Linked DNA regions of Mus musculus: regions 2, 3 and 4 are each linked to region 1. The links are chromatin contacts, called in public HiChIP or PLAC-seq and promoter capture Hi-C maps. All regions are on one chromosome and are shown on one strand. The core of a region is the stretch at or near the end of the contact, and the rest is flanking DNA. Distances in the headings are between cores, read along the strand shown. Region 1 holds the start of Nyx (nyctalopin). Region 2 has its middle 40 kb from the start of 2010308F09Rik. Region 3 has its middle 14 kb from the start of 2010308F09Rik. Region 4 holds the start of Gpr34 (G protein-coupled receptor 34).

Region 1 (6,041 bases), core at 2,076-4,575:
AAGTCTCAACCCCAGTTCATGCCTTTATTTCTGGATGCCTGGTCTGCAGCATAAGACGTTCTCTGCCTCTTGTTCCCACAGAAGTAGATCCGGAGACAAGGACACAGATGGAATTATTTTGTTTGGGAGGTGATTGACAGAAGCTCCCCAGGGGATGGGGTGGGGGTGAGGTGGATAAAGCACTGTTATTGGGCTCCCAGGGCCGCTGCTGCTTCTCCTGCCCAGCCAGCACCCGGATGACTGCTTCCAGGGGAGATGAGGGACTGTGTATTTGCTAGCCATCTTGAGCTATGTGCCAACATGTTGTAGACATTTTGCTTCCTAAAAACAGCTTCTGTTGGGCAGGAACTCAAGAGCCTGTAGACATTGACTGATCTGGCCTTAAGCTCATCAGGTCCTACTCATGAAAGAGAAAGAAGCCCGCCAGGCCTCTATTTTAGGTGGCTAGGCCTTTGTCTCAGTTCAGGGCAGTGAGGAAAAAGGCAGCCATCTTGAGAGGAGGAAGCTGGTCATCTTAGAAATCTGTCATCTTATTTTCTAGTCATGGCCGTTATCCCTATCTGTCTGACTTTCAGGAAATGTGTCTAACTCACCACACAGAGAGAGAGAGAGAGAGAGAGACAGAGACAGAGACAGAGACAGAGACAGAGACAGAGACAGAGACAGAGAGATGGAGGATAGGACATATTTTATTCGATGGTTAGTTAGTTAGTTAGTTAGATCTATAACTTTCAAATATTTAAAACGTCCAAACGTTTAGACACGTGGTACATGACCCTCCCTGTATACTCTAACCCCAGATCCCACAAATATTAGAGGCTAGCCTATGTTTGCTATCTAGGTGGAGGTGTTCAACTGTTTGCCTGAAGTGAAGCCTGTGTGAAAATGAGCGAAGGATCTAGAATAAAAGAACTAGGATAAAGATTGGCCTTTATCCTGCCTTTTCCTCTCACTTTCTGGTCTCAAATGGACTCCCTGAAGTTCTGTGCCTCATAGTCTAACCCAGACTCTAGATTCCTCATGTAAGGAAACTAGGGCTCAGAAACTGCAAGAGACCTGTTGCTCAAGATGCCAAGTGTTGACATAAAGGAAGTAAGAAAATAGTTTATTCTGAGTCATATGGCCTGGGAACCTTGAATGTCACATTCCACAGTAGAAGAGATGACATGAACTGTATAGTCACAGAAGAATGTAAAGTTGTAAGTCAATAAACTTTCAATTACATTGGTAGGAACATCATGTAGCCTGGCAACTGCACAGCCACAAAGCTGCTCCATAGGTATGTGTCATCTAGAGTGCTTTGTTTTAGGGTAGGTGGAGGTCAAAGGTCTGCTAAGTTCTGTGATATACTGATGAGGGCTTCTCTGAACAAGAACGTTGGGCCAGGAGCCTGTAAAATGGCTCGGCTATTAAGAGTGCTTGCTGCCAAACCTGATAACCTGAGTTGGATTCCCCCCAGACCCATATGGTGGAGGGAGAGAATCCTGTAAGTTGGTTTTTGATTTCCACTCATGCAAGGTGGCACACACACCTACACACACAAATACAAACACTTTTTTTTTAATTTGTAAAGAATTTAGGTCATGGCTGGGAAGATAGCTTACTCAGTAAATCTGAGTTGGATCCCCAGAAACCACATTAAAAAAAAAAAAAAAAACAACCCAACATGGTAACAGAAACAGACAGATCACTAGCCAGCCAAGCCAGCCAAGCCAGCCTACTTAGCAAGCTTCAGACAAGTCTCAAAATAAATCAATTGGATGTCTTCTGAGGAAGGGCACCCAAGGTTGTCTTTTGGATTCCACATGCACTCCACAAGTGCACTGGTGGGCATGAGCCATCCATTCACGTACACACACACACACACACACACACACACACACACACACATGTTGGGTCAGATATAAAAAAATAAAGTAAATGGTTATTAAAGGTTCTAAAATAAGTCAATTTTGACTCTCCTCTTTTCACAAAATTCCACACCAAGTTGTTCTAATCAGACGAAGCTTCTTCAGAAAACTTGAGGTTACAATGCTGAAGGCAGAGCAAGGAATTGGTCGCCTAGGTTATGGTTGGTTTTTGTTGTTTTGCTTTTGTTGTTTTTTTTTTTTTTTTGTTTTCTCTCCTGAGATTCCAGTAAGAAGCCAAAGAGTCACCCTCACTGCCTATGTGAGATCAGGATGAGGCACCCCTAAACTGCCTTAGCTGAAACCATCCTTTTGTTGGAATCCCTGGCTCCTTGTAGGGCTGGGGGAATCGACCTGAATTCACAGCCTTAGCTCTGGACTGCAGCAGGGGACGCTACTTATTCTGCTGACTCTCAGAATGACGTCACCCCAAGGACAGGCCCAGACAAAGTCGGGATGCAGGCTCGTACCGGATTCCGGGTCCTGCGCACAAAGCGTGCCTTGGCGGTCGGTCGTAGAGGGGCAGCTGGCCACGAGTCCCCAGTATGAACGTTTAAGTCCCTATTCCTTCCCACCTCTCTGGATTTCGAAAACTAGTTCAGCTCGCTAGCCCGGGTTAGCAACCACTCGTGACGCACCAGGGGACTTTTTCCCTCTCAAGGTCACGTCCTTGCGAAACCTGGACAGCCACTGCGGGTAACCCGTGCTGCAGCCCCGCCCGCTCCCAAGGTCTGGTGGGGCGGGGCATCCGAGCATGGGCCCCGCCCTCCCAGGCTTGCCCATCAGAGGGCGCTGAAGCTCCAGCGCTGGACCAGTGCCACCGCAACCTATCTTATCGTCCCCGCCAGGAAGCAGGCTCCAGCATGGCGGCGCGGGGGCGGCTGCCTGGCCCGGAAAGGCCCGGGGCACGCCTGAGCCGGAAATCTTAGTCACGCACCTGAAGTCGCTGGAAGGCTAGCTGCCCTGGTCAAAGGACAGCCTGCCAAAAGTCCCTCTGGAGAGGGTCCTTCAGTGACCTACTCACCTGACTGACCCTGGAGTCAGGAGGGTGGATAATAAGCCAGTCTGACACAGCACATAAAGGGTTGGCCCAGGATTTCTTCTGCTGTGCTTCTCAACAGACTCGCTGCCCTAATACTCCAAAATGCACGTTCCAGGAGCTGCATGTGAAATCGCCACTCTCTGTGGCCTCCAAAAATAGAGCTGTAGGCCCATCTGCCTTGCCCAAGGAAAAGACCCAAACTCAATGCAGCAGGGAACTGCCAAGTATCAAATCAATGTCCCAGTCTCAAAGAGGCCTCTGAAACAATGGTTGATGGCGCTGACACATGCTAAGAGGTGAAAGAGGTCCTGGGACAGGTTTCCTAAGCCACCAGCAGCACGGCCAGACAACAGTTGAAATCAGTAGTTATGGACCTAAGGAGCTAGAGGCTTTAGAATAAAATGTTAGGGGGAAGAAAGGAATTGTTCTGATCTGTGATCAGAAGGACTAGGATAAGAGGAATTGGGCAGAGTCCCAGGAGTGAAGGGTTAGTCAGTCCATAGCAGAATTGCTGCATTTTGGCAAGTCCGTTCTGAAAGCTGAAAGTGAGGTGACCTTCAATGGGTAGTCTTCGGCACACAGGGCAACAATGCAGTGCAGCAGATTTGTCCTTTTCTTTGTTGATTTAGCTGGAAGCTGTCAGTTAAAATAATCTCATCTGATCTCTTCCTCCATTCTCTGGCCTGTAACTTAATTTAGAGAGTTTCAGAATTCTCTTATCACAGGTATTCAAGGCAGGCAAAAGATCCCGGAACATCTGATTTCAGAAGACAAGCCATCGAAGATACCTGAGTCTGTGCAATGTTGAGCCACCAGGCAACTGAGTCTCTGCTGATGACCTGTCAGAAAAACAAATGCTGGGAGAGGCTTGGGCCTCCCTGCTGCTCTCAGATAGGCACCTTTTGCCACTTAGAAAATTAGTGTTTGACAGACATACACGAGGCTAGAGCTTGAAGCTGACCAGCAAAGAAAAGATACAAAGGCTTCCACTTTCCACCTGTCAAAGGAATGGATCTAGGGACAAAGAAGTCTGTCGGGCCTGAGATGGGATGGGATCTTCCACCCCACAAAACCCCTGAGGCGTCTATTTGAAAAAATGGGTGAGCTTTAAAACATTTTCCTCACCTGGACTTGAATTTAAAATCCTGTTAGGTTTGAGAGTCGCCTTTCCTGGATACATGTGGCTACCGTTCCTCGTGAAAGAACCCTCTCCTTACAGCAAATGGAGGCTACCACAGAAAACCACAACTGGAGCAATAGATTCTAGGGAGCTCAGGCCCAATGGATACACCTACACCACCACTCCTGCATCTATGACTCAGGGAGCATCGATGAAGAGAAGGAAGTCTGCTGTGAAATGGTCTCTCCTACAAATGACTGCATAAACAAACCAGAACAAAGGTAATATCACAGACATGTTCTCAGGGAAGGGGAAATCCACCAGGCCCCATCCTTAGGCAAAGAGCTACCTACAGGCAACTAATGGCTTTGGGAAAGATGACTAGCCTCTCCCAGTAATGAGCATCCTTAATTGGTTGTCTAATGCAGAATGGTCAGCCTTGAACACACATACACACACACACACACACACACACACATCACCAACAAAAATGGACTGAGCAGGTTGGATATGTGTGTGTGTGTGTGTGTGCACACGCGCGTGCATATTTCATACTCACATGCACACAAATATGTATGTAACAATAAATAAAATATGCTATCTACTTAGGAGTATACGAGGACATAGGAGGGCATCAGGGAAGGGTAGCTGGAAAGTGCTAGAGGGAGGAAAGTGGTATGATTCTATTTCAATTATAAACATAGTTTGAAGTAAAATTAAAATATATATAACATTATAGAGAGTATATCATTGGTGGTACGACTAACAATGCATAACTAAAAGCCCGCACACAAGAGGCTGAAGCAGAAGAACTGTATTTGAAGCCACCCTGGATTATATGTGACTCTCTTCCCTTCTCTTCTCTTCTCTTTTCTTCTCTTGTCTTCTCTTGTCTTCTCTTGTCTCCTCTTCTCTCCTCTCCTCTCCTCTCCTCTCCTCTCCTCTCCTCTCCTCTCCTCTCCTCCCTGCTCCTCTCCCCTCCCCTCCCTTCCCTTCCCCGCTCCTCTCCTTAACCCTCCCCTCCCCTCCCCTCCCTTCTCTTCTCTTCTCTTCTCTTCTCTTCTCTTCTCTTCTCTTCTCTTCTCTTCTCTCTCTGTTATACACATTCATACATGCATGTACATTGTTATAAATATACATTATATATAAATGATTTTATGTTTCTAAAACGTGGAATGAAAAACAAAGATATATTGGGACAAAGAAGATGGCTGTGGAGAGAGGTAAAAGCAAAGCATGAGGCCCTGAGATCAAACCCTCAGCACCAACATTAAAAAAAAACAAACAAAAAAAAAAACCCCAGATACAGCTGCACATGACTGTAACCACAGCATTGAAACACAAGTGGATCCTGGGAGCTGCTTGCCCAGCCCACTTACCTGAACCCGCAGGTTTCCTGTTCAGTAAGAGATCTTTCCTAAGCAAAGCAACAAGGCTGAGAGCAATAGAGAAAAACATCAAACATCCTGCTCTGACCATTACTTCTGTGCACCAAGCATGTACTACACACAGACAACACACACAAATAAAAGAAATAAAAACTCTGTTACAGGGAACATAGACAATCTGGGGACCAGGGTCCCCTTATCTTAGGAAAGAATCGATTAGCATGCCTCATTTACATTTACATGTGTTCTAGGCATTGTCCTATGACTTTTTATAAATTGTAAAATGGCCAAAGGCTCACTCGGGAGGAATTTAGACTTCTCCACCTCCCCATTTGGCCAATTTGTAAATAAATCATCTTTCTTTTACCAATGTCTGTAGCCAGGCTTTTGGCCACTTTGTGGGTTCTTTTTTCTTCCACCCTTATTTCATCCTTTCAACCCCCCAACATTAGGTAGGAGTGAAAAAAGGATAGGAGGGAAAGGGGGCCATTATCAGTAGACTGCTTCCTGCTCACTGGGGTCAACAAGTTCCTTGGGGAAAGTTTGTTTGTCATCACCAGGATAGCTAATTCCTTCTCATTTTT
Region 2 (6,041 bases), core at 1,591-4,090, 250 kb after region 1:
GAGGGTAAAACTGTTCCTCCAAATGAAAGGAAATGAGAATTAAAAAGAAAGAACAAAAGTTAAGTGTAAGCACACTGATGGGGCAGAAGGCTTGCCACAAGTTCAAGGTCAGCCAGGACTACAAGCAGGGTGGGGGGAGAACGAATTTCATCACAAAGTCAGCTGCTATTTTATCTATTGCATTGTTGAGTTCTGCCGTGTAAGACCTCTCCAAGGTAAAGAGCAAGCACACACACCTCTCTACTTACCCTAGACAGAGAACCCGTGACAGACCAATGTACTGATTGCACCAAAGTCCAGCTTGATGAACTACTGAAAATCATAGTTTTACTGGGGTTTTTAACAAGTGTATGGCAAGGGGTTACTTACAGGAGCAGGGGTGACTACAAAGCAGATGCATTCCATAAGAACCCATCCAAACACCAGTGACAAATCCTGAACCCTGAAGTCCTCTGCTTAACTGGACAGATGGACAATTGGACAGGTCTGAGAGATCTCCTTTTGGCAGCTGGTCAGTTTCCTCCCCCAGTGATTGTTGGCTGCTTCTAGCCGAAGAAAGAGAGCCTTTTAGAACCTTACATGGTTCAGGATTCAGCATGTGACGTCAGCATTTCAACTCTGTCTCCTAGGCCTCTAGGAGGGAATGTTTCCCAACCCTTTCTGATAGTTTAAGTTTTGTTTGTTTAATGTTTATGCGTATGAGTGTTTTGCGGGCATGTATGTCACCTTGTGTGTAGCTGACACCATTGGATTCCCTAAAACTGGAGTTAAAGGTGCCACATGGACCCCGAGAATCAAACCTGGATCCTCTGCAAGAGCAGGTAGTGTTCTTGCCTGCTGCACCCTTGATGAACCATCCTGCCTCCATCGTATTTATGGCTAAAACTGTTTCTCAAGGATTGGGCTATGCCCCACTTGTAACCTTTCCTTCAAATGGTTCTATACTGCTTGTTCCAGGAAACAGCAACTGTGCCTTTGTTCCAAAAAGTTATGACCATGTGACAACCCTATTTTTTTGTTTCAAAAGGTTATTATGACCACCTTGCAACCATGTCCTTGTTTCAAAAGTTGTTAAGACCAATTTCTTTTTTTTTTTTTAAGATTTATTTATTTATTTATTTATTTATTTATTTATTTATTTATTATATGTAAGTTACACTGTAGCTGTCTTCAGACATTCCAGAAGAGGGAGTCAGATCTCGTTATGGATGGTTGTGAGCCACCATGTGGTTGCTGGGATTTGAACTCTGGACCTTTGGAAGAGCAGTCGGGTGCTCTTACCCACTGAGCCATCTCACCAGCCCAAGACCAATTTCTTATGCTCTGCTCTGCTTCTGTAACCCTGCCTGTTTGCCTGTCGTATCCCCCATTTGGAAAGCCCCTACCCCTAAGCTATAAAAACATTATCTCCCTCACATCCAAGGCTGACTCCTTGAATTCCACCTTAGAGGAGGCAACCCATGTATACACATGAATTAAAAAAAAAAAAAAAGAGCTTGCAGGTTTGCAGTGGACTATGGTGGCCCCCACCTTTAATACTAGCACCCCGGTGGCAGAGACAGACAGCTCTCTGAGTTCGAGGCCAGCCTGGTCTACAGAGTGAGTTCAAAGACAGTCAGGACTGTTACAGAGAAAAACTCTTGTGTGAGTGGAGGCGGGGGTAGGGCAGGGGGTAAGCTTGCTTTAATTAATTTGACCATGATGATTTGGGCTGGTGCTCTCTATTCAAATCCTTGATGTCAACACCATTCCCACAGCCCTCTTTTCTTTGAATCTTTTGAGATGAGGTCTCACTGTGGCTGGGTGATTTGCCTCCATGTCTGTGTGCCACCTGCATGCAGATCTTGAGGAGGTCAGAAGAGGGCAGTGGATCCCCTGGAACTGGAGTTACAGATAATTGGGAGCCCACCATATGGGGACCAGGAATTGAACCCATGTCCTTTGGAGGAGCCATTAGTACTGTAAAGCACTGAGGCATCTCTCTCAGTCTCATAACTAATAGCTGGGATAACTTTTCACAGACCCTCTTTTGGCTCTGAATACTTGAAACACTGTTTCTCTTCCACCACCTACTTTCCAACTGCTGTGGCTCAGGGTGGCGTTACCAGGTGGGCAGGCAGATTATTCCTGGAAAGCATTCCTGTCCTAAGATGGCCAGTAATTCCTATATATGGAAATATAATGGTCCATTAAAGTCATTCCAACTGTATCGCCAACTCGAGTTCTCAGGATCCAGAAGTCCCTTAGCCTGTGGGAATGGGACAAAGGGAGAGTCATAGTGGGGGAGATAGCAGAGTTCTGTTTTTAAACTGGGATAGTTCAGGCTGGCATAGAACTCACAGGGAATCCCCTGTCTGTGCCCCTGTAGTGGCAGGATTACAGATATACACCAGCCACCACTTAACCAATTAAGCTCATATCATCCCCTTTCTCCAATTTTACACACATGTATGGTATGACAGTTACGTTCATTTTGGGGGATTCCAGCAAACAAGGAGCCCGATGCTTGAGCCTTAGTTCCGGCTTCGTGCTCTGGATATGTAAAAGGGTTAGGTGCTTTTTGAGTTCTGATTAACAAAGGGCAAAAAAATCGGGGGTTGGGGGACGCAGCAGAATCTAAGATGTCGTGGGTACAAAGCACTTGGATCTGCGCAACCGCCACAGTTCCCTTCCCCCACTTCCCAAGCCATTGAGCAGACGTCTCCAACCCCTCGTGGTTCATGCCACCCTGCGGCCACTAGAGGGCAGCAGAGCCTAACGTCAAGCGAGGTCTGGCACAAGAGCTGGTTTTCCAAGGGGATTTCCGAACCACACTCCCTTAGACTTCCGGTGACACCACCCATCTTTGGCAACAAAAAGTGTGCCGGCTTGGCCAGGCAGAGAGCCGCGGAGTCCTGACAGATGCTGTTCTGTTAAAGATCAGGTTGCTGGAACAGTGTGGCTTCCTCGCCACCCCTATGGACAAAGGTCCACGTGGCTGTGGGGCCAGGCCCTTAAAGGAAGTAGCACAGAGCTGGCAGGTGTCACAGCCTCTGTGTATCCATAACTAATCCTCGTCACCACTGAACCCACACAGAAACATTGTGAGACCAGAGACTCCTATGGAGATCAGGAAGAGACCCTTGCCCCAGGCCTTTGGTAGGGACTCTTAACAGAAGTAAGACCCCAGGGCGAACAAGTTGCTGTTGGCTGGGACAGGGGAGCTGCGTGAGTAGATGATGTGGGGTCAGGGCTGGAGGCATCTTACTTGTGACCAGGTGGGACCACGCCCCAGGGTGGGCACACCATCCCAGACTGCAGGTCCGATACTTCTGCCAACAGCTGGTTTCTGTGGCCGGTACTGGTTGTGGCCCAGCCTGCCTTCAGCGCCTCAGGGCCAGCAGCTTTATGATCACCAGCTGCCAAATGCCACGGGCATACCATTTAAAAGCCAGCCCCCCCCCCCCATCGCGGCCTACTCTTTCACCCTGTCTCTCTGTCTCTTGTTGTCTGGGCTAGCCCATCTCTTCCCACCCAAATAAATTCCTTTCGGGAGATCTATTGTATGATGGTATGATGGTGTAATCTTTGGGACACACTTTAGTAACCCCAACCCGCCAAGGGATTCTGCTGGTTAACCCTTACTCTGGTGATACGGGATCTAATGGGGACTCTTCGGCCATGCACTCTGCAACTGAGACACAGCCCCAGCTCTCTGAGCTGGATTATTTTGTTGTTGTTGTTGTTACTGTTTTTATTTTTATTTGTGTATGTGGGCACATAAGTACTATGTCCTAAGAGGCCACAGTCATTGTTACCCCTAGATCTAGAGTTATGCTAGTCTCCCCTCACCAAAATGTGCATTTTAAAGGTGGTTACAGGACAGTTCCAGAGATGGCTTGGTGACCTGTTAAGAGCACTGGCTGCTCTTCCAGAGAACCCGGGTTCCATTCCCAGCCCCCACATAACTACTCAAAACCGGCTGTAACTCTAGTCTTAGGGGATCCCATGTCCTCTTCTAACTCCAAGGCCATAGACACAAATGAAACATTCTTACCAAAGAAAAAAGTCATCTAAAAACAAACAAACAAACCCAAAGACTCCTGGGGTGGCAATCCTGTAATCTGTTGTTTGTGGTGCTGTTTGGTTGTGTTTTTCTCTTTTACAGGGTAGGAATGTGGGCCCTTCCCCCAGCCTTGAGTTGGCTAAACAAGTCGCCACCGCTGGAGCCAGGCGTCCTGCCCAAGCGGAAAGAGACTGCCCGCCCGCTGAGCTGCTGAGAGCTTCCTTTGCAACTCAAACCCAGCTGAAACAAAGGGGCTCCGTTTTGTGGTTTTGCCTATAGAAATGCAGAGCTGAAAAATTACAATTTGAGCCATGGTCAGAGAAACTTTGTCTTGGTTTGTTATTTCTCTCCTCCCACTTCTCTCCCATCCTAATTCCATTCCCAGCCCTCCTTCCAGGAATGCCTGGTTCTCCAAGGCCACTGGACGTGTAATCCAGACCTTTCAGGAGCAAACAGTCTCCCACAGCCCAGCTAGAGTCATTTCTTTCTTTCTTTCTTTCTTTCTTTCTTTCTTTCTTTCTTTCTTTAATTTATTTATTTATTTATTTATTTATTTATTTATTTATTTATTTATTAGGTTTTGAGTTTTGTTCTTTGTTCTGTATTGTTGTTGTCTGGTTTTGTTTTGGAGACAGGGAATCAAGTAGCCCAAGATGGCCTTGAACTCATTCCAGTCCTCTTCCCTCCACATCTCAAATTCTGAAATTACACACGTATCACACCACTCTCTCTTTCTCTTTCATCTCTCCTTCTCTCTGTGTCTCTCTGTCTGTGTGTGTCTCTCTCTCCGTGTGTGTGTGTGTGTGTGTGTGTGTGTGTCTGTGCCACAACAATCAATAAAGTTGGTCTGTTTTCTTGTAGGAGCATACATAAACTAATCCACCCCCAGGTATGTTTGTTACCGAATTTCCAGTTGCTTACCCAGAGACACTGCAGGCCTGGTGGCAGGGGGCAGGTCTGAAAGGCTGCCCTTTTGTAAAAGAAATCTTCAAGTATCTGAATCCATAATGAAAATAGCAAAGGGAGAGGGGGTCTGACCTCTGGTACTGACACAAAGGAGCACAGGTGGTACTTTTCTGAAGACCCCATGGGCATCCCAAGGCAACCCTGGCCTTCACTTGCCCTGGAAACCAAACCCCTAGCCCTGCCTGCCAGGCCTTCACTTTCTCTCTCTAACTCTGGATAGTAGTCCAAGAAGAAATACAGCTGCTTTTATTCCTTTTTATTGTTATTTATCTATTTTGTTTTGTTTGAAACAGAATCTCATTTGCCCAAGCCAGCTTGGAAGTATGGAGCCCAGACTGGCCATGGCCTAATTCTTCATGGGTCGGACTACAGGCCTGTGCTACCCAGTCGGTTTTCTCACTCTAGCTCCCCCTCCCTCCTTCTGTCCCCTGCATCTCTTGAGACACCCCCCTCCCTTCTCTCTTTCCACTGCTTAGGGTGGAACTCAGGCTCTTGAACCCCCTACGAAAGCCCCCTACCACTGAGCTGTATAGTCTTCAGCCCTGGGAAGATATCAATTTTAGTGATCAGTTATCTCTTTGAGATTTCATTGATTGAATTTTTTAAAAAAGATTTATTTATTTATTATATGTAAGTACACTGTAGCTGTCTTCAGACACTCCAGAAGAGGGCGTCAGATCTTGATTGAATTTTTTTAAAAAAAATAGTTTACTTATTTTTATTTTATATGCATTGGTATTTTACCTGCATGCACGTCTGTGTGAGTGTCAGATCTCGGAGTTATAGTCGTGAGCTGTCATGTACGGACTGGGAATTGAACCAGGGACCTCTGGAACAGCATTCAGTGCTCTTAATCACTGAGCCATCTTTCCAGCCTGGTTGATTGTTGTTGTTGTTGGTTTTTTTAATTTAATTTTTTTGTGACAAGAGCTCACTTGGTAAGTGCCAGCACATTTCCATGGGAGAGGTTTATTGGGGGTGGGAGAACAAAGGGGGATGACAAAAAAGAAATTTTTTTCTTTTTCACAAA
Region 3 (6,041 bases), core at 972-3,471, 200 kb after region 1:
AGAAACCTGTCAAGGAAACAAACAAACAAACAAACAGCCAGGCGTGGTGGCGCAGGCCTTTGATCCCAGCACTTGGGAGGCAGAGGCAGGCAGATTTCTGAGTTCAAGGCCAGCCTGGTCTACAAAGTGAGTTCCAGGACAGCCGGGGCTATACAGAGAAACCCTGTCTCGAAAAACCAAAAAAAAATAAAAATAAAAAAATAAATAAAATAAAAAGCTTAATGGTCTATGCCTTTAATCCTAGCGCTTGGAGGCTCAGCCAGACAGATCTTTTGTGAGCTTGAGGCCAGCCTGGTCTACAGAGTAAATAGTAAATTCCACGACAGTCAGGGCTGTATACAGATAACGCCTAGCTCAAAATTTTTTAAAAAAGAGAAAATGGCCCAAAGTGATGAAATCAGCTTAGGTGTGTTCATCAACAGATGAAATGATAATGGAATTTTACTTGGCTATAAAGAATGAAATTATGATGTTGCTTGCAGGAAACTAGATGGAACTGGAGAGCACTGGGTTAAGTGAAATAAATCCATCTCAGAGACAAGTATTACATGTTTTCTGACATGCATGGAAACTGGTGGGGGCAGAAAGGGTCATGAAACTAGAAGGAATGGGAGCCTAAAGATGTGAAGTGAAAAGAGGAAGGATTGAGAAGGAAGAGAGTGCCAGATGTGCTGGTGTTCCTGTAATCCAAGCATGCAATGCAGGAGACACACAGATGTAGGCAGATCTCTGAACTGTAAACCTTTTTCGCGTTAAAAAAATATATAGTCTTACAGATCTCTAAGAGTTCTAGGTCAGCCCCCTATACACTGGGAGTTATATGACAGCCAGGGCTACATAGTTTGACCTTGCTTAAAAATTTAAAAAGTAAAAAAGGTGAGGACATTTGCAATGCAAACACTTGGGAGGCAGGCCCAGGAGCCAGCCTCAGCTGTGTAAGACCCTGGCTCAAAATCAAGCCAAACAACTACAGTGAGACGTCACAATCGACCCATCAGGCTGACAGAAATGAAGAATGCTGACACTACCAAATGCTAGAGAGACTGTAGAGAAACTGGGTCACTTGCTGGAGGGAATGGACACTGATACTGACACTCGGGAAAAATTTGGCAGTTCAGTTTAAGGCTGAAAATAGACTTATCCTATGATCCAGCATTTGTACTTTTTGTCACTTGTCCCAGACAGAGAAATAAACACTTATTTTCACACAAATTCTCTTACACAAATGTTTGTAACAGGGCTATCTGTAATAGTCTGAAACTGCAAGTATCCTATAATGGCCTTCAGTGGACAAATGGTCACACCCCCACCCACCTCTCACCCTCTGCCCCCTACCTCTCACCCCCACCACCTACCTGGCATGTTCATATCATAGATGACTGAGCAATAAAAAGCAAAGAACTGCGGAACTGAGAGTGAGATTATGTCTGTAATGCCAGCACTTAGGAGGCTGAGGCAGGAGGATTGCCTGAAAGTTAGAGGTCAGCCTGGGACACAGAGTAAAAAGGGGACCCAGGCTTTAAAAGAAAAGCCAGTGAGATGGCTTAGTAGATAAAGACATTTGGACATTTGCCGACAATCCTGACATGAGCCCCAGAACCCACATGGTAGGGGGAGAAAGCCAGTTCTCACAAGTTATCCCCTGCCTCCACACCCATGCCTGTGGAATGCACTACCACACACATAGACACTAAAGAAACAGGTAGGTAGGGGTGTGTGTGTGTGTGTGTGTGTGTGTGTGTGTGTGTGTGATGTGTAAATCTAAAGCTCTTTTTAAATTTTATTTCATGAGCATGGTTATTTTGCCTACATGTGTGTATGGGCACCATCTGGGTGCCTAGCATCTGTGGAGGTCAGCAAAGGGCATTGGCTCTCTGGGACTGGACTTATTGATGGCTGTGAAATACCATGTAGGTTCTGGGAACTGAACCTCTAAGTCTTTTGCAAGAACAAGTGCCTCTGAAGCTCTGGGCTATCTCTCTGGCCCTCAATTGTATTAATATATACAACACTATGGGTGGACAGGCCTTCAAGGAGTCATGCAGGGTGGGAGAAACCAGGCCTATCAGTCTCCAAGGGATACCGAGTACACCATCCCACTTCTGGAAGGTTCATTGAACAATGTAGCTCTTGAGATGGAGGCCAGCCTCCTAGGCCTGGGCTTAGGCGTAGGGAGCCTAAGGCGTAGGGAGCCTAAAGCATAGGGAGGGGTGGCCTGAAGGAGTCCTGTGACAGATTTCCAGCTGCTACAAGCTACCCTGGAGACAATCTTATCTCCCAACCCTCCCTCAGACCTGCGTAAGAGTTTCTTCCCCCAGATGGAGGGACACTATCTTGAGATCTAGGAGATAAACAAACTTCACTCTGCCTGGGAAAGCTGGAAATTTAAAATTCTCAGAGGCCTCTTCCTGCTTTCTAGAAGCAGCAAACAGCTACTGGGGGAGGAGACTGTTACCAGGGGGTCTTCGGAGAAGAGATCTCTCAGGCCTGTGGAGACAGATGTCTGCAAGTTGTGTAGAGAGCACTAGGGACACAGCTTGCATGAGTCATCACTAGTGGACTTTTCCTTGATGCAGGTGCCTGCTCCTTCAGCCCTACCCATACTACTGTTAGGAACTCCAGTGAAAACTTACTGGGTAGTCAAATTGTACACTTATTACTTTGGTCTGTTCTGGGTTTTCTTTCTTGGTGAGTGTGTGTGTGTGTGGTGCATCTTTCCAGGAAGTCTCTCACCACACATACACACACTAATATTTTTTTAAATTACATTTGAAAAAATAAAACCAGTTAACATTTCTGACTTGCAACTGTGTTTTGATTCTTTTTAATGTTTATTCATTTTCTGGGGAGGGACATGCTGATGCCACCATGCCAGTGTGGAGGTTAAAAGACAACTTTTGGGAACCAGACCTCTCCTTCCAGTATTTGCATCCCTGGGACTGAACTCAGGTAGTCAGGCTTGGCAGCAAGCACTGCTGCCTACTACAGCCATCTCTCTGGTCCTGTATTTGTTTTCTATATACACTCTCTATTCCTTAAAAAATGTCTCACATCACGATTTGTGAGAACCTCAAGTGTCTTAGTGTTCTATTGCTATGAAGAGATACTATGACCATGACAACTCTTTTTGGGTTTTTTGTTTGATTGTTTTGTTTTGTTGGTTTTTTTCAAGATGGGTTTCTCGTGTAGCCCTGGCTGTCCTGGAACTCACTCTGTAGACCAGGCAACCATGACAACTCATAAGAGGAAGCATTTAATTGGGGGCTTGCTCACAGTTTCAAGGGTAAGCCCATTGAAGCCCATTGTCATTATGGTGGGGAACATTGAAGACAGGCAGGCATGAGAAAGTAGGTGACAGTTCTACATCCTGATCTGCAGGCAGAGAGGGAGGGAGGGAGGGAGGGAGGGAGGGAGGGAGGGAGAGAGGGAGAGAGGGAGAGAGGGAGAGAGGGAGGGAGGGAGGGAGGGAGGGAGGGAGAGAGGGAGAGAGGGAGAGAGGGAGAGAGGGAGAGAGAGAGAGAGAGAGAGAGAGAGAGAGAGAGAGAAATGGGTTTTTGAAACCTCAAAGCCCACCCCCAGTGACACACTTTCTCTAACAAGGGCACACCTCCTAAATCTTTCAAAGAGTTCAAGTTGGGCAGTGGTGATACACACCTGTAATCTCAGCACTTTAGGAGGTAGAGACAGGCAGATTTCTTTGAGTTCAAGACCAGCCTGGTCTACACAGCAGGTTTCATGACAGCAAAGGTTTCACAGAGAAACCCTATCTCAAAAAAACCAAAACAAAATAAGAGTTCATATATATGAGCTTATTGGGCCATTCTTATTCAAGCTGCCACATCAAGGCAATTAAGATCTCTCCAGAAGGCTGGAATGTATGTAGCTCAGTTGGTGGAATGCTTGCTTAGCATACAGAAAGCACAGAGTCCCATCCCTAGCACCTCATTGACTAGAAGCAGTGGTGTATGCCTAAAATCCCATAGAAGTGTGGACAAGAGGGTCAGAAGTTCAAAGCCATCCTGGGATACTCAGGGAATTGGAGGCCAGCCTGGGATAGGATATACTGTGTCAAAACTAAACATTATTCAGGCCTGGAGTGGTAGCACACATCTGTATCACTGGGAGGCAGAGGCAGGAGGATCTCTGTGGGCTCGAGGCCAGGCTGGTATACAAAGCATAGGGAGTTCCAGGACAGTCAAGGCTACATAGTAAGACCCTATCTCTAATCAATCAATCAATCAATCAATCAACAGCCAGGCAGTGGTAGTGCATGCCTTTAGTCCCAGCACTCAGGAGGCAGAGACATGCAGGCTAGCCTGGTCCACAGAGAGAGTTCCAGGACATCCAGGGCTACATGGAAAAACCTGGTTCTTGCGCGCGCCCAACTGGCCAGGAAGAACGACGCTGCAACAGGATCCTTCTGCACACGTTTATTCAGTCCTGTTTCTTCTTTCTCTATATCTCCCTTGTTCATATCTCCCTTGTTTTTATATCTCCCCCCTAATAGTAATCCTCCCTCGAATAATAATCCTCTCACTCCTTTTATACTCTCTCTCATCCACGCACCGCAGGCCACGCCCCCTCGCCAGTCGTGAGGCTTCAGCTAATCAGGGCAGCAGGGGCAAATCTCCACCAAATTGGATTCACCTGTATCCTGGTACACCTGCGCAGCACTCAAGATGTTTGTGTCTTATATGAGGAAGTCAGGTGCAAGTCATATGACTTAGCTGCAGTCCCTGGCGCCTTTGGGACTGCCGCCACACCCGCTCCCCACAATTCCCCCTTTTTTCTTTTTTGGCAGAGAGAATGTCTGTAGATAGCCCCCCGCAGCCATGCCCCTTACCCGTCCTTGGGTGACAAACAGCATTGGTTTGATCCCTGTCTTAGGTTGGTGACATGCCCAGGGAGTCTTATCACTGACTACCTCTCTATCATGCCAAGCCACACCTGGGGAGATTGTGTTTTGCTTGTGGCAGGTGCATCAAAAGGCCAGGATGTTAATTAACCTATGGCCAGATCTTAATTGCTGCAAGCAAGCCTCATGGGTGAAGGTAGAGGTCTGATCCCCAGTGTGCAAGCATAGGGGCCCTACACAAAACCATCCCTTAGGCTCATCACCCAGAGAGGTCTTGGCCAGCTCCCGTGTCGTTTTTCCTGGGGGAAGGGAACTAGGACACTGAACCTTCATGCAATCAGACGTGCCTTCCACAGGATGCCAACAGCAAGCTATCCTCTGTGCAGTGCTTAGCCTCGCAACCCATGGCATAAAGCAGCATTATTTCTTTTAGAGCGGCAAACCGAATCTGAGGAGATTGTCCCGCCTCCACTGCAGCAAAAGCCTACGCTACCATGGCGAAAGTGCGGGCCGCACACTCTGCACCTAACACATGTGCCAAACACAAAAAACACACACACTATAACAAGCATACATCCCAGGGCTCTCATCCCCGCTCATCTTCCCTGAAGCAAGGGATAGATAGCCAGAGGGGCTATATCTTTAAGGGGAATTCAGGGATCAAAAAGTGTGGAAAGAATATCATGTCGAGCTGGTATCGGCTTCTGGAATACCGAAAGGATCTCTCATCTCGGCTCCATCCTTTGTGCTTGTGGGATCATCCACCACATCCACAGGGGCAACTGGATCAGGAGCCTCATTCTTGCAGCGTCTCACCAATCTCTCCGGCACCCAAAGAGGTTCCGTCTGGTCCTGTGGGAACACACAAACAGACCCTCTCGCCCACATCAACACCTGATCCGGTCGATCCCCAGTGGAGATGGACACAATACCTCGTGGTGATGAGACCACAACCTCAATCACCTGTGTGTCCATCTGGGGAGTCAATATGAGAGTCAAGTTTTCACTAACTTCCCTCTGTTAGGCAATGATTTCCACGCCCTTATAGGAATCTGATTCACCTGCTCAAACACCTGCAGTGGATATCCTGTTTGTTGTTGTGCAAATCTACCTTGATCAAGCAGCATATTTCTATCCCATGCAAATTCAGCTTGATCAGTGAAAATAGGACATCCCAGCAAGGAGA
Region 4 (6,041 bases), core at 911-3,410, 170 kb before region 1:
TTCCTTTACCACTATCTACTTTAGTTGTTTTATGAAGAGGTTGTACTGTCTAGCTTTGCTCCTCTGGAAGTTATTAATCTTTCCATTTGCTAGGTCCATAACAATATGCAAGTAAACCTAGATTTCATGGAATCAAATCATTAATCAGAATTTCTTATTTCTGGGCCAAAGAGCAATAATCAAAATGTTTCTAGGAAGATATCAGTGCAGAGAACATATCCCGAGACCATTTCTTCAACTCTAGTATTCAAGTAAAATTAAGTGATCAATAATAATAGTTGGACAAAAGCACGATTAGTGATGCTGCTAGTGTCAAGTTGGAGAATAAAGCAAAAGCCGTGTTGTTTCAACAACAACAGAAGCATGGCATACAGTGCCAGATAGTACCTGGCCAGCAGCAAGTGATTTATCAATCAATTCACAAGTTACAGCCTGTCTCAAATTTGGTAACTAGTGTCACCTTTAAAGTAAATTGGGAGCTGGGCTTGGTAGTTCATGTATGCCAGCAATCATAGTTCCTTTTGAGTCCAGGGCAGGAGAATCACAAGTTTACAGCAATGTTGTCTAACTTAGTGAGACCCTGCCTCAAAAGAACAAGTTAAAAGAGGGCCAGGAACATATCTAAATGGTAGAGCGGTTGCCTAGAAGTACAAAGCCCTTGGAGTTTGATATCCAATACTGCAAAAGCAAGGAAGTAAATGAGTCATCCATAAGTCATCTGGTATGTTGGTATCATTCACTCAGTGATCATCATCACCACCATCATCAGTATTATAATTAATTTGGGGAGGTCAAGACAGAGTTTCTCTGTGTAGCCCTGACTGTCCTGGAACTCAAACTCAAAGAGCAATCTGCCTCTGCCTCTGCCTCTGCCTCTGCCTCTGCCTCTGCCTCTGCCTCTGCCTCTGCCTCTGCCTCTGCCTCTGCCTCTGCCTCTGCCTCTGCCTCTGCCTCTGCCTCTGCCTCTGCCTCTGCCTCTGCCTCTGCCTCTGCCTCTGCCTCCCAAGTGCTGGGATTAAAGGCATGCACCATCACACCTGGATTCACTAATTATTCTTAAGGCTACTTATTCATATTTTACTTGTTCGCTATAAGAATTTGCCAGTGAAGATGAGAAATAAGTGAGCATAGCCTGTTGGCATGGCAGAGCTGACTTGTAGCTCATACAGTAGTCCCACTCATTCTCTAATAGCAGGTAGTGTTTGTTACTCAGCAAGCCCCATTCCTGTTTGCAGCCCTAAGTGAGCACTTGTACCCCAACTGCCACCATCCTACCTCCCAGATTTTCTTCAGTGGCTGTAGCCAAGAAAAGATCATGTAACATGTTATTTGGGTGTTATTTCTATCAATATCATGTGCTGAAATACATACCTATTTGACAATGGACTTATAATAATGACTGAATCTATTCAGGCCATACTTCAGAAGCTGCAGGAACTGCTGCATACAGAACAATTGAAAGCATGTTACTTGAAAAATAACGATATTAGTACTATATTTAGTTTTGTTATAAACTTAACTGTTTACTTTTAATTGTTTGAATTAATTTTTAAAAATATATTGTGGTTTATTTTTCTTTTCTAGAGTATTCTCTTTATTTAGTTCCAAAACATGAAACTTAAATTGTAACTGGTCTGTACCATAAGATAATAAAAATATAATAAAAATGTTTAAGATGGGGAAACAGTATAGCATTGTGAAGTCAAGAGATAATAAATAGGAAATCTGTAGTATATTGCAATTAAATTTACTATGTCTGAAAATAACTTTAGTTGATTCAAATACAACTGCAAATAATTATGACTACGCAATGCCAATAAACAATGTGACCATTGTTCTTAGTTATTCTATCCAAAAAGAAGTCTCCTTTGAAAAGCAAAGGTGTCGTCCAAAGCAGTTTACTCAGTGACTCTAAAAAACAGAGATTTGCTGAAAGCAGAATAGTGTTACCAGCATACATCGAGCTTCACTCTGAACATTCAAATAATCAAGTTTTAACTAAAACAAAGGCTGCTGTGTGTGGCTTTTAAAAATCAGAGAATACTTACAGTTGAAGCTTTCCTGAAGTAAAAGGAGTAAACCCAAAACTCCCTAGACCAGGTTGTGTCAGCTGGGCTCTTCCATCCGGTGGTGGTGGTGCAATTGGCTAGAGTTCTCTTCTTTTTTATATCCACATGTGGTACAGTTGTTTTTCCCCTTTTCTTTCTCTTTTCACTGTGACAGCCCTTGGGTCCCGTTTGGAGCTAAGAAAAGATACCACTCTTAGCAACAGCTTCAAGTTGAAGTTTAGGAAATTGCATCTTCTGTATGAGTCCCTTCTAGCCTAAACTAAAGAGCATTTGTCCCCTAAGATGCCAACAAACTATAAAATACAATCAGAAGTGGGCAGATGCTCTCTTTCCTAAGAAATGATGAGTGATGTCCTGTATGGATTTTAGAATATAACCCCTGAATTTCCATTTCCTTCCAGATTCATTTTAGAAGTTACTACCATCATGAAGTATATGAACTTTCTGCCCCAAAGTATACTAGCATTGCTAATAGTTGGCTTTTGTTTTGTTTTGTTTTTACTCTTTGGTTCTGCTGAAGTTTTATTTACTCTCTATATTATTTTAGTATCATTTTGTATCTTCCTTAAAGACCATGGATTCATTTCCTAAAACATCTTAAAATTTGGAGACTAGGTGGGATTTGTAGCACTATTTTCGCCTCAGCACAATAGTAAACTCACCCAAGTAAGCCGAAGTGCTCTCTCCTATTTCAAGGAAAAGATGCTGAGGCTCTGCAGCTTCCATTCTGGTCACAGTCCACTGTTTAACCACCATCAATTCATCTGTGTTACTGCTGGCCCTGCACTCGAGTGTCATTTCCCCTTTTGGTTGTTGTTTGGAACATGATTGTTATCCTCCAGCTTTGTCTAAATCTAACATTGTAAGTATTTCTGGAAATATTCTTCTGAACTTCATAGTCCCCAGAACTTTTAGTTTAGTTTTTTGAAGAATCATAACATGTGAGACCATAATTTTACATTGTTAGAATAAAAGTATTTTATAACTCTTACTTCCCCCTGAGAATCTCTGAGCAGGAAGATGGTTACTGTATCTGTCCAGCAGTATTTTTTTTCTTACTGTGGTAAGCGACACATACCACTAGATTTACCACATAGCCAGTTTTGACTCTATCATGCAGTGCTGCTCAGTGTACATATACCATCAGGCAGCAGATCACCATAACATTTTTATGATGCAAAATTAAACCTCTAAACCCTCTATACACGAATTTTCTCTGCCCCTAGTCTTAACATTGGCAACCATGATTCTGTGACATTGAGTTCCATTATAAAACCTTTTTGTGACTTGTTTATTTTACTTAGCCTACTATCATTGAGGTTCACCTATAACGTGTAACCTAATTTCCTTTGTTTTTAAGGCTGCATATTTCCAATGTTTGCCTATACTTCGTTTTCTTTATTATCTTTCAATAAGCATGTAAATTTTCTCTGCTTTGGGGCAATTATGAATATTGCAATATTGCTGCAACCAACATGAATATGCAAATATTTCTAAGATTCTGTCAGGATTTTCATGACTAAATGAGTCATAATGTGCTTTTTATCTCCTGAAATACAATATAAATACTAGTTTTGTATTGTACTATTGTCCTACACTTATGACATCCCATTTCAAAATTGCTTTTCAGCTTTTAGTGTTCTCATATTGTAGCCACATTTTCTCGCTGATGTAAGGTTTGAATATTATGTTCTAGTTCCTGATCATTCTGAACTTTGTCACCATTCCTTCATTATGTGAAACCCAACCCTAGTGAAGTTCAGCTTGCCACCTCTTCCAGTTCTGAACCTCCCCAGTGAAGATGAGGACTGCTGGCTACAAGCACACAGCCATACAGAATAGCCTATCTTCAGATTGGCAATCCAAAACCTTAAGGGGCCCTGCACTGCCAGAAATCCTTAGTGTGAATTCTAATGTCCTTAGTCCCGTAATTCTCAAAGGATGACTTCCAGACCAGTAGCAAAGTGGGATCAGGGGGAGGGGGAGGGTATAGGGGATTTTCAAAGAGAAAACTAGGAAAGGGGGTAGCACTTGAAATGTAAATGAAAAAAACTCTAATAAAAAATTCTTCATATATATATATATGTGTGTGTGTGTGTGTGTGTGTGTGTGTGTGTGTAGTCCCACATATATATATATCTCATTCAGAAGCTTGCAACTGAAGTTCATCTAGACCCAAGAGTCTGTGTGATTCTGGAGTTAAAATGTAAGGGCCATTGCCCTAGTTAATCCTCCCTCAGAAATAGCTTTTCACACCTTTGACCTTCTCAAACTGCCAGCAACCTCATTTCCTTCCCCACTCTCAGCTAGGAGTTGCTTTTTGTTTCTCTAATTAAAGAGAAACCCTTAGAAAGGAACCTCCTCTATATCTACAGGCACATTACAGGAAAGGTCTGTATGTCTCTATGTATGTTATTTCTTACTTTTAATATCCTACAAAGAAGGAGGGAAATATTGAAGCATAATCAAAGAAAAGAAAAATTAGACCTCTGAATATAATTTGTTTTGCAATTTTGAGTTTGGAAGTACAGACATGTTTTCTGTAATTAAAACCCCAAACTGTACAAGTCTAATTAAACTAAATGAGCCTCATTATATGACAAAATAAAAGCATAACCACATGAAGAAGTTATTTTAGGTTCCTTTAAAATAGGATTGGGGGTCAGGACATACTTTTAGACTTATGAAAAAGCTACATTATACAGCACAGTAATCAAAATTGGGAAATTTATATTAAAACAATACCATTATATATTTGACAATCCTTGTTACAAATTTCATCAGCTGCCCTAATAATATTTTTAGAGCAAAAATAAAAAGATGACATTTATCTGTGATACATCTTTAGTTTCACTGAAATCCTTGAGTCCAAAGCTAGTTTTGAAGAGCATAAGCCTGCTACTTTCTAGAATGTCTCTATTATTAGATCTGACTGCACTGTTTGCCAAGGATACCACAACATTATTTTTAAGTCCTCTGTTAGAGGCTCTGAACTTGGTAAATAAGTGAAATTTTATGATTGGTTTTTGAATACTTAAACAAAGAGTAACAAATGAAGCTAAATAAAACAAGAATGGCAGAAGGGTGGTTCAGCTGATAAAGGTGAGTGCCACCAAGCCTGGTGACTAAGTGTGATCCCCAGAACCTACACGGTGGAAAGAAAGAACTGACATGTACAAGTTGTCCTTTGACATGGCACACAATTATGCACACAAGGACATACACACAAGAGTGTAATAAAAAGCTTTGGAGAATAAGAGGATTTGTTCATACAAGGTGATAGGTATGTGGAAGTTTATTCATTTTCCTGCAATTGTGTTACACTGTTGAAAAGGGGTTTCTTCAATTCCACATGATCCTCTCGCTGCATCCCCTGCCTCCATTCCTAGCACAGAAAACTTTGAAACTTATCTTTACTTACTGTCTCCACACCCATTCCCTGCAGAACCTAGACCAATGGACATTTTTATGTCTATCATGCCACCAATACCACTTTTGTCATTGGTACTATTGACTTCCAAACTGCCAAAGCTAATCATCTGTTCTCACTTCTCAATTTAAATGGCTGTAGTAACACTGATCACTACTAAGCATTTCTTCTTGACAAAAATGTCTTTCCATTGGCTTCTGAGATGCAAACTCTGATGCTCACCTTGTTTCCCTGTCTGACCATTGGTTTCCATTTGCTAGATTCTTCTGATCTTTCTGCCCTCCATTTACCCACTGAGACCCAACTCCCATCGTCTTCTCTAATAGTAGTCACTCCCTCAGAAACTTCATTCATTCATTATCTTGGCTGTTGATCCCCAAATTCACATCTCTAATCCCAGCTCCTATCCTACCCTATCTTATAAAACTGAATAATAGTCTGTCTTTCAAACTCTTCCCCTAGAATTCTCCATTTCAGTAAGTAGTATCTTTATCTTCACTCCAAGGCTCATTGCAAGAACCTGCTTCTCAGGCTTGACCTCC

What was found. Promoter capture Hi-C pulls out the DNA fragments that hold promoters and counts their contacts. HiChIP or PLAC-seq counts read pairs in DNA pulled down with a chosen protein or histone mark. Capture Hi-C pulls out chosen DNA fragments and counts their contacts.
Region 2: a contact with region 1 is called in a promoter capture Hi-C map of stem cell-derived epiblast-like cells, with 8 times the contacts expected there. The contact joins the enhancer-like site here to the promoter of Nyx in region 1. A contact is called at or near these places in 12 of 39 promoter capture datasets (the 3T3-L1 cell line, the C10 cell line, the HPC-7 cell line and 8 more), 1 of 15 datasets of contacts at CTCF or cohesin (embryonic stem cells), 6 of 484 Hi-C or Micro-C datasets (the G1E-ER4 cell line, LSK cells, the P5424 cell line and 3 more), 10 of 115 datasets of contacts at active chromatin or transcription factors (Th17 cells, bone marrow-derived macrophages, cardiomyocytes and 7 more) and 2 of 9 other capture datasets (adipose tissue and liver).
Region 3: a contact with region 1 is called in an H3K27ac HiChIP or PLAC-seq map of extraembryonic endoderm stem cells. The contact joins the enhancer-like site here to the promoter of Nyx in region 1. A contact is called at or near these places in 10 of 39 promoter capture datasets (the HPC-7 cell line, HPC-7-derived erythroid cells, cranial neural crest and 7 more), 5 of 484 Hi-C or Micro-C datasets (Th1 cells, embryonic fibroblasts, growing oocytes and 1 more), 8 of 115 datasets of contacts at active chromatin or transcription factors (embryonic stem cells, epiblast stem cells, extraembryonic endoderm stem cells and 3 more) and 4 of 9 other capture datasets (adipose tissue, liver, macrophages and 1 more).
Region 4: a contact with region 1 is called in a promoter capture Hi-C map of pancreatic islet. The contact joins the promoter of Gpr34 here to the promoter of Nyx in region 1. A contact is called at or near these places in 18 of 39 promoter capture datasets (the 3T3-L1 cell line, the C10 cell line, the HPC-7 cell line and 13 more), 1 of 484 Hi-C or Micro-C datasets (the HPC-7 cell line), 8 of 115 datasets of contacts at active chromatin or transcription factors (bone marrow-derived dendritic cells, bone marrow-derived macrophages, embryonic stem cells and 5 more) and 4 of 9 other capture datasets (adipose tissue, liver, macrophages and 1 more).

The regions. Positions count from the first base shown.
Region 1 is chrX:13,458,374-13,464,414 of GRCm38.p6, reverse strand. Nyx (nyctalopin) reads right to left here and starts at 3,325. Exons shown (of 4, transcript NM_173415.5): 1 at 2,932-3,325.
Region 2 is chrX:13,204,915-13,210,955 of GRCm38.p6, reverse strand. No RefSeq gene overlaps it. Among named protein-coding and RNA genes, the nearest start is that of 2010308F09Rik, 40 kb to the left of the region's middle. Within about 2 kb of position 2,840, at least 154 of the 459 cell types and tissues checked have an H3K27ac peak or open chromatin away from gene starts, as enhancers often do. A contact at or near this core is called in the G1E-ER4 cell line, the HPC-7 cell line, the P5424 cell line and 11 more, where this site is marked.
Region 3 is chrX:13,258,576-13,264,616 of GRCm38.p6, reverse strand. No RefSeq gene overlaps it. Among named protein-coding and RNA genes, the nearest start is that of 2010308F09Rik, 14 kb to the right of the region's middle. Within about 2 kb of position 2,221, at least 23 of the 459 cell types and tissues checked have an H3K27ac peak or open chromatin away from gene starts, as enhancers often do. A contact at or near this core is called in extraembryonic endoderm stem cells and liver, where this site is marked.
Region 4 is chrX:13,628,888-13,634,928 of GRCm38.p6, reverse strand. It overlaps Gpr34 (G protein-coupled receptor 34), which reads right to left and starts at 2,160. Exons shown (of 3, transcript NM_011823.4): 1 at 2,049-2,160; 2 at 1,372-1,440. All of the region lies in intron 5 of Cask (calcium/calmodulin-dependent serine protein kinase (MAGUK family)), which reads left to right.